Regions from separate parts of the Rattus norvegicus genome. Here region 2 is linked to region 1. Evidence: chromatin contacts called from public Hi-C data. All regions are on one chromosome and are shown on one strand. Each heading gives the region's core, a stretch centred on a gene start, on an enhancer-like site or on the middle of the called end of the contact. The rest is flanking DNA. Distances are from core to core; before and after follow the strand shown.

Region 1 (4,557 bases), core at 864-3,363:
GTTTTGAGACAAGGTTTCATTGTGTAGCTCTAGCTGTCTTGGAACTTCACTTACATAGACCAGACTGGCCTGGAATTCACAGAAATCTTCCTACATCTGCCTCCCAAGTGCTGGAAGGAAAGATGTGTGTGACCACCATCTGGTCCCCAGTGAAGTTTTTAATAAAACAGGCAGTTAGTCTTTGCTATGAGCAAACTAAAGAAAGAGGAAGTAACACCAGGAACCATCAGATGACTACTCGGGTAACAACAATAGCACAAAGCTTTAAAGCAAAGGAAGGTTTCTGGCAGCATCCCCTCCCTGGGAGGTTCTGAAACTTGTGGATACAATCCTCAGAAGCTCAAATCTTTTATACACAATGTAGCTTTTGCACATCCTCCATACACTTTAAACGGATCCCTGATTATAGTATCTATACTACTCAGTACAGTGTAAAAGATGATGATGGGAAATTGTCTCCCTGTTTACTAGCAAAGAAGCAATCTTTTTTTTTCTGAATATTTTCAATTCTAAGTTGAAGGTCCAGTTGTAGCACCGTTTAAGCCAAGTTCTACAGTAGAAACAAAGGAACTAACATCCAACTGTGATGATCTAAACAGGAGTGGGGGGGAAAGAAAAAAAAAGACTCCATGATTATCTCCAACACTGTGATGAACATTTTACTAATCAACAGAACTCATTAAAATAAAAGGATATGCCTAACTATGACAGATGGTTTTCATTTGAGCCACTGTGAAGGTAGACTTAGGCTGCTAAAGCAAGATAAAGACCTAAAGATTCTAGTGACCTTAAGAGTTTGAGAGATCAACTAGGCTGTGGTGGTGCAGGCCTTTGATTCCAACACTCAGGAGGCAAGATGATTTATATCAGTTTGAGGACAGCTTGGTCTATGGAGAGAAACCCTGTCAGGAAAACCCCGGGTGTGGGGGGGGTGGGGGGTGGGGAGTCCAAGATCAAAGAACTTACCCAAGCAAGTCAAAACTGTAGACAAATATTTTTAAATGTGGGTATTTGCTGTCAGAGAGTCTGGATTTCAAACACGATTTTGAAATATAGATGCTATATAATTATTTTTGTAAATTTACATGTTTATAAAAGAAAATTTGTAAAATATAGAAAAGTAAAAAGAAAAAAATCCAGTCTGCAGTCAATCGATGGAGGTTAGTTAGCACTTCATGCTTTATAGTTTGCATCCTCTGTAGTGCCTCAGTGTCTTTGAGTTACTAATTATTGTTTGTTTTATTGAGACATGTCTCTCTGGATTTCCCTCTGGCTTCTTTTTCTCTAGTAGCTCAGGTTGGCCTTATATTCTCAATTATTCTGCCTCTACCTTTTGAGTGCTGGGATTACACATAGTCTCAATAAGTATTTCCTTGGCAGGTTAAAATATGTTCTGGTTTTTGATTACCAAGTTTTTTTTTTTTTTTTAAATCACTACCATGTTTTACAATAATCTTCCCAAATCAATGTGAAGGAAACAGAAAAATAAGTGAAAATCGATCATAAGCGAGAGATTAGGGCTAAACTAGGTTACATTATTGATTTTTTTTTTTAAGATCAAATGGGTCACGTCACCTCACTTAAATTCATGAGTGGCGAATTAAAACTTAGAAAGGAGCTGCATCCTTTTATACGTATGGACTCTGGAACGCTACAATTCCCTTCAGAAAAGGGGTAGGCTTAATAAGAAAAGTCAACCCAGCGCCGAAATTACAAGTAGCCCACGTCACCGAGTCCGGTCAGACTGCTCCAGAGGTCTCCATGATAACCACAACAGGAAGTGTGCACAAACAGTAGCGTCTTCCCGGGGAGCTAAGACGCTATTGTCCCAGTGCGCAGACGCGGTGACGTCGCCCAGGGCCGCGCATGCGCTCACGTAGCTGCGCGCCCGGCCTAAACCCCTCACTTTGTCGTCACAGGGCAGATGATCAGGGTGCGTCCGCCTTTTCCCTCCCCCTTCCATCCTCCTCCCCCTCCCCTCCCCTCGTCCCTCAATCTTCTCCCTATTTCCTCTCTCTCCCTCCCTGGGGCGTCTCCTGAAGACTCCCGCTTCCGGTCAGCGGCCGTCCGCAGAAGCGTGTCCCGCCTCTTCCGCCTCCCCGGTGGCGGCGCGGGTGGCGGAGGTAGTAGCGGCAGCGGCGACTGCGTGTCTCCTGTCAGGATCGGCAGGCAGGTCCTCTGGGCGGCCCAGCTGGACGGGGCCGAGCCGAAGCCCGGGGGCCAATGGCGATGAACTATAGCGCGAAGGATGAGGTGGACGGCGGGCCCACGGGTCCTCCGGGGGGCGCCGCCAAGACCCGGAGGCCGGATAACACGGCCTTCAAACAGCAACGGTTGCCTGCCTGGCAGCCCATCCTCACCGCCGGCACGGTGCTGCCCACCTTCTTCATCATCGGCCTCATCTTCATTCCCATCGGCATCGGCATCTTCGTCACCTCCAACAACATCCGTGAGATCGAGGTGAGGGAGGGGCGTGGCGGTGATCCCTGGCTCACGGAAGGTGACAGGCGGGCCCCGCCCTCTGGTTTCTTCTCGGTTTCTTCTTATGCGGCTTTTCTGAGTTTGCAGTTTTGTGGGCTAGCTTCCTTTTGCTCTCGATTGACCTGGCTGGAGACGGAATGAATAAAGCTAGAATGTCGGGTGGACGAGACTTATTTTGGGGGCAGTTTGCATGGGTTTCCGAGAGGTAGAGTGTATGGTTTTTTTAGGAGAGGAGAAAAAGTTAGATTTAGGTGTTTAACCCTGAGGCAAGTTACAGGGGCAGACTGTTGTTATTTGGGTGGGGATCATTCTGGGACACCGAGATTAACAAATTGGTTGCATGAAGGAACCCGGAGTCTTAAAGATATTGATTCTTCTGTGAAGAAATTAAGTCATACAGGGCACACACAAGTAACTTTCATTTTGAGCTAATTAGATATATTTAGTTGTTGGCCACGATGTGGTTAAAAGCAGGAAACTTGAGTCCTGGTTTGCTTTTAGTCTGTATTCATTTCTAATTGTGTATCACAGTGGCCCCAGATCTCCCCGCTTGATTTTTAAAATGTGTGAGTCAGTGATTCCACACGAAATAATCTATAAACGATTTCACTGGCATTGGGTTTTGTTTTGTTTTGTTTTTTGTGTTTTTGTTTGTTTTTGGAATATTTAGACATGATAGAAACCCTCTGCTGGGGGAAACATTTTGATTTGTGCTGGTGCAGCAGTCTCTGCATATTTATCGGTCCACATCAGTAAAGATTGGTTGACAGCAGAATGTGAGTGCTGTGTGGCGTACAGGGTTAGATGCCCGCAAGCTCTCCTTCATATTTTAGGGGAGTTGTGATCTGTTTGAATTGGCAAGAGTGATGTTGAGTAAACCCACTTTTTTCTCTTGTTGTAAACATATATTTTTGTCTACATAATTTTAAAATAAATAATACATGTGATTTAATTGGACGTCCCCAGTCATTTTAGCTAGGGAGTTTTGGTGCCTTTCCAGCTTGCTTAAAGTAAGGTGGCTACATTTTTTTTTTTTTTAAAGTGCACAGTGCTTCAGTGTTAATGAAAGTAAGAATAATATCTATAGAGTGTATTTTTTAAATCTTTCATTAAGGATTATTTTCAGTGTGTTGACTAGAGCAAGTTCACAGCATATGTTTTTGGTATATATTTTATCTTCCTGTTTTTAGCCTTGTGATAGTACTCAAATGTAGCCCAAAATCCTCCAAAATGTAAATGAAGCTCTGGGCCAACCAGGTTGGACATGAGAAAAGTTTTGATTTTAGAATATTTTGGATTACAGACTTTCAGATTAGGTATGTCCAACTGGATAAAACTGCACACATGTTATAGACTTTTTTTTTTTAAGTTCTCAGATGTAAAACACCTGTCCCCTATCATACCCAAACCCTGAACTCTGCAGCTTTTTTTTTTTTCCTGGAGCTGAGGATCGAACCCAGGGCTTTGTGCTTGCTAGGCAAGCGCTCTACCACTGAGCTAAATCCCCAACCCCTCTGCAGTTTTTAATTAGCTCAGATTTGGGGTATTTGTCTTACTTTCTCTGAAGGTTAGTTGCCTCATCTCTAAAATAAATAGAATAATGGATTTCTTCTAAGATTTCACAAGTAGAAGCAAAATAGATATGACCCATCAACAGATGAGAGCTAAAGATTAGCTTGAGTTAGGACTGGACTGTTTGAGAGTGCTATTGTCCTGGTTCCAAAGTGTAAGCTCTTACACTGCTTACTAAAGATCCTTACTAAAACGGTAGTAAATATAATGGAATTCGTCCTAAGCATTAGAAATTTGAATCACCTTATTTAAACTTAAATATTAACATGAAAGCAACAATGATTTAGATTGTATATGAATATTTACTAAATTGCTTAAGAAACTAGTATTGTTTACTCCAGTATGAAATAATTTTCTGGGGCTGGAGAGATGGCTCAGCAGTTAAGAGCACTGACTGCTCTTTCAAAGGTCCTGAGTTCAATTCCCAGCAACCACATGGTGGCTCACAAACATCTGTAATGGGATTTGATGCCCTCTTCTGGTGTGTCTGAAGACAGCTACAGA
Region 2 (4,557 bases), core at 575-3,074, 240 kb before region 1:
TTTGGGCTTTATTATCCTGTGTTTATCCACTCAGAATTTAAGCTGCATTAGAAGCCCATAGGAGCCCAAAACTTAGAAAACCCTACAAGTATAATCATCTGCCTGGTGACCATGAACATCAGAAAGCCATCTGGTGAATTTCCAATTTCCAAACAAAAAACAGGCACAGCACTGGCTACCTGCAATAGGAACTACTCCTCTCTCCGCCTGTCGGCAGGGCTTCCCTACCGTGGTCAAACTAGTATGGAGGTGATTATGAAACAAAGTCAGGAAAACACACTTGCTTTCCGTATCACAGAGGAAAACCATAGAAAGCTAGCATCGCTTCTTATATAAAGCCTGGCCTGCAAAGTAAAGGAAGCCTCTCCCCCCCCCCCCACACTTCCCTATTCTTAAGTACAAAGAATAAAGAAAATTACTTTTCCTCTTCTCAGTCAAGGAATAAACAAGGCATGAGCCACCCTCCTGCTACCACTTAAGAGAGTCTTTCTTAATTTTAAACTTCATTTTCTTAATTCTGTAGTTTTTCTAAATTATATCTTAAAGCATGGCCTGGATATATTTCTTCTAGAAAAAAAAAAACTGAAAATTACCCCAAAGAGTAATTATTCTTAACAATTACTAAACGCATACTTATTTTCCAAAACATATTTATAAATTCAGTTACTAGAAAATTTAAAGTCGTATGAACGTTTACGTTCCCGGTCCACAACGGCACCTAAATGTACCTGGATTGTGGGGGTCCCAATACAGCCATAGGCAGTAGTTACCCATTTGCCACCACCCCAAACCATAACATACCTTTTAAGCAGACTTAGTCCACCAACTAAAATAGTTAACTCTGCCTCACAAGCGACTAAAAAATGGGAACATCCTAACTCTTTTACCTTCCCTGGCTGTCCCCAAACTGACACTCCAAAGCTCATATTTCTCTCTCTCTCTCTCTCTCTCTCTCTCTCTCTCTCTCTCTCTCTCTCTCTCTCTCTCTCTCTCTCTCTCTCTTTCACAAATGAACTGCTTTACAAAGTATAGCCAAACACATCTCACTGGAGTATCGAGCACCGCCAGGTCTAACCTGCACTCCAATGGCAGCGGCTAGCCTGGGAGCTTTAAACCAAAAGGCAGTGAAACAAACTACCTCTCTCCCCTGCCTACTTGGATCGGCCAGTTCCAACCAAGCTTAGCGGTCTGAAACTTTCCACGAACGCTAAGAAAAACACCTGAACGCAGTCTGCTCCTCGCCCACTAGGCAACCATCGAAAATATGGAGGTGGGAGCTAGTCCAAGCCTTCGGCCTGCCCCTCGCAGGCCGCCCTGGGCCTCCGCTCGCTGCGCGGCTACCGCGCCGCCTCGCGCCAGCCTGCCCGAGCCTTTGCCCGGGAGGACCCGAAGTCGGCGCGCCCGCAGCGCGTTCCCTGCCCGCCATCGACCGTCCCGACCCCCGAGGCCCCAAGTCCACCCGGAGCACACAGCTGAGTATCTCGGCCCGAGAGAACCCCGGTGTCGCGAATCCCCCCCCCCCCGACTCTCCCCTGAGGAAGACCCGAACGCACCTTTCAGGAAAACACCCCCAGCGCTGCCACCGCTCTTGCCCGCCGCCATCTTCCTCCTCCCACGCCGCCTCCTTCTTACTCCATGGCCGGCACCGCCGCGGTGCTCGCGGGGAATGGGGGCCGCACGTCGGGAGGGTAGCAGCCGCAGGGTGGCGGGCCTCGGGCTCGACCGTCCGCGAGGGGCGCTCCCCGCCGGCCGGGCCCCCACACAAAAGCGGGCCTGTCGCGGGCTGACGGGAGGCGGTGAGGCCCACGGCCTGGGTTTCTTCTCCTCAGGCGCCTACCGGGGACCGTGAGCGGCGGCGGCGGCGCTTCCCGGGCCCGGCTCCCCTCAGCACACGACTCCCCATCCACCGCCCGCGCCGGCCTCGGAGAAGCTCCTCTCCGCTCCGCCGCTGGCCCCGGAGGACGGAGAACGAAGCGAACGCTCACACGCCTCCTGCGTCCCGGGCCGTAAAATGGCCGCAGCGCCGAGCCGAGCGAGGGCTCCGCGACCGTCAGGCGCCCGCGACCCCTCGCTGCTCCAGCAGTGGCCGCCGCCGCCCGCCCACCCCGCCCAGGCGTCAGAGCATCAGCCCAGGCCTCGGCGACTGTCCATGTGGACGGGGGTGGGTCTCCGCCACCGCCGCGCGTCGGTCGCCACAGCAGCCCCGCCGCCGCTCCTCCCCCACCGGGCTCCGGGCCCGCCCCGCCGCCGCCCCAAGCCTCTCCCTGCGGGTCCGGGCTCGTCCCCCTTCGCTGCCCCCCGGCGCCGGCCGTACCTAACCGGGGGGCTGTGGGCCTGCGGGCCTTGTGTGGCCTTGTGCGCCCGGCCTAGGCGGGGTACGAACAAAATCCCTTCCTCTGAAGGCCCCATGGCAGACCCGCCTGTGAGCGCTTGCAAGCCTGCCTGCCTGCCTGTGAGGTGTTCTATTTGGTCCTGTGGCACCACAAATTCTAAAGAAAAGCCCCAAGTTCTTGTCTAAAACAGAATTTAAAACGTGCCATGTGGAGGAAAAAAAATTGTAGCCAGGTAATGCAACCACTTTGGAAAGTAAATTGTGTCCACATTGGTCTTCAAAACAATACATGTGATTGAGCCAGTACACTTTGGGTAGAGAAAGAGAGAACCTTTGTCATCTGTTTGATACTTCAAACACCACATTCTACACCAGAGTTTCAGACAATGATATAATTTGAGGGTGTTTTGTTTTTCTTTGTTTTGTTTCCGGCGTGGTGGAACCCATGAGGGGATAGAGGCAGGTGGATCCCTATCCGTTGGAGGCCAAGTCTGGTCCACAAAGTAAGAGCCTGTCTCCAAAACAAAAATAAAAACATCTATGGAGAATGCAGAAAATGAAAAAAAAAAAGTTAACAGAAATTCAAACCCCTTAGGTGGTCTGCTAATAAACATTTTTTTCTTAAAAAAAAAAAAAAAGGAAAGAAAGAAAGAAAGAATGCGGGCGGGGACTGGGGGAGGTGTTTTGCTGCTGTTAGGGTTGGTATTGCGGCTGCTTGTAGTTACTTCAGAGGCCAGAAGAGGGTGCCCCGCCTAGGCGCTTAGAAGCAAACTGCTGAGCCCTTTTCTCCAGCCCTTTGAGCACTTCTAATGCAGTTGTTAATCAAGACTCATTTGGTAACTTTGCATCTTATCCCACTGTAGTGACTCACACCTTTAATTCTAGTGCTTAGAAGGCCAAGGAAGGCAGATCTCTGAGTCCAAGGCCAACCTGGTTACACAAAGCGAGTTAGTTCCAGGCCAGCCAGGGCTACACAGTGAAACTTTGCCTCAAAACAACAACAAACAAACAAAAAAACCCACAATACTTGTTACCATAGTGACACCAGTAATCTATCCTGATTTCATAAAATTAACATAATGAATATAATGTGTTACAGTTGGTATTTTTATTGCCTAAGGAAATACATGATCCTGTAGGGAAAGTCTTTGAATGACATAGTCTGTGCAAATGACTTAGTATACTGAGGTTTATAGATAAATAGGTAGATGCGGGACGATGGGTCTGACCTACAGAATATAAAGTGTGCCTCTTGTTTAAAGATAGCCATTCTGTGGGGGAAGCACCAGGAGTCAAGGGATGCAAGTTGGCTCTCATCATGGCAAAGGTGAAGAAACTGATTCTAGAGAAAGGAATGTAGAACCTTGATTTTAGTTCAGTGAGACAGATGTTGACTTCTGACCTTACAGAACTATGCCATGATAACTGTGTGGTAAGTTGCCAGCTTGGTAGTATAGTAATTTATCCCACTATGGTGACTCATTCCTGTAATCCTAGTACTTGGAAGGCAGATCTCTGTGAGTTTGAGGCCAGCCTGGTCTACATAAGGAGCTCCAGGGCAGCTAGAGCTGTACAATAAAACTTTGCCTCAAAACAGAACCACAAAAACTTAATACATATGGCCTGGGAAACTAGGAAGTGTGTCTACATGCAGGTGAGGTCTGGCACAAGTTAGGTCAAGGCTCATGATTGGACAGTAAAAAGTAAGGTGGGGACAAAGTTTTGGTAAGGTGGGAGAGAAGAGGAAAGAAGGAAAAAGATTCAAGATGGAGATAGAGAAGGACGACCCAGATCCGTGTGGCCTTAAATGGCCATAGGTAGTTATGAATATTTCTTAAGGGGTGGATTTCTGTAGGTCAATTTATCTTATCTAGGTGGGTAGTTTATATCTTTATCAATTGGTTGTGAGTTTATTGTGTGGACGTATTATAGATTGAGAATTTAACATATAAATCTGTTTGCTAAATTATAGCTTATTGGGTCTTGATTTCAATGGGTGGCTGAGAGTTCATACTATAACTACCAGGGGGCAGTTGCCCGGAGTGTGGGCAGAGTCTGAAGCAGGGAGCCTTGATAAGTCAGTGATTTTACTGGGTAGCTACCCCTCAGATGCCATGTGGTCCTACGGTGCTGGCACTAGTGCAGGATAAAAGTTCCATTTTTAATAATTACTGCAAAAGTTATAATTTTAAGAGAATTTAATTAAGCTAGATATGCCTTTAATT

Evidence for each region. A called contact is a pair of places that touch in the nucleus more often than the background predicts.
Region 2: a contact with region 1 is called in a Hi-C map of liver, with 2.8 times the contacts expected there. The contact joins the promoter of Senp6 here to the promoter of Tmem30a in region 1. A contact is called at or near these places in 1 of 12 Hi-C or Micro-C datasets (liver) and 1 of 1 datasets of contacts at active chromatin or transcription factors (oligodendrocytes).

The regions. Positions count from the first base shown.
Region 1 is chr8:89,630,847-89,635,403 of GRCr8, reverse strand. Tmem30a (transmembrane protein 30A) reads left to right here and starts at 2,113. Exons shown (of 7, transcript NM_001399760.1): 1 at 2,113-2,460. The coding sequence starts at 2,224.
Region 2 is chr8:89,866,540-89,871,096 of GRCr8, reverse strand. Senp6 (SUMO specific peptidase 6) reads right to left here and starts at 1,824. Exons shown (of 24, transcript NM_001106842.2): 1 at 1,554-1,824. The coding sequence starts at 1,602.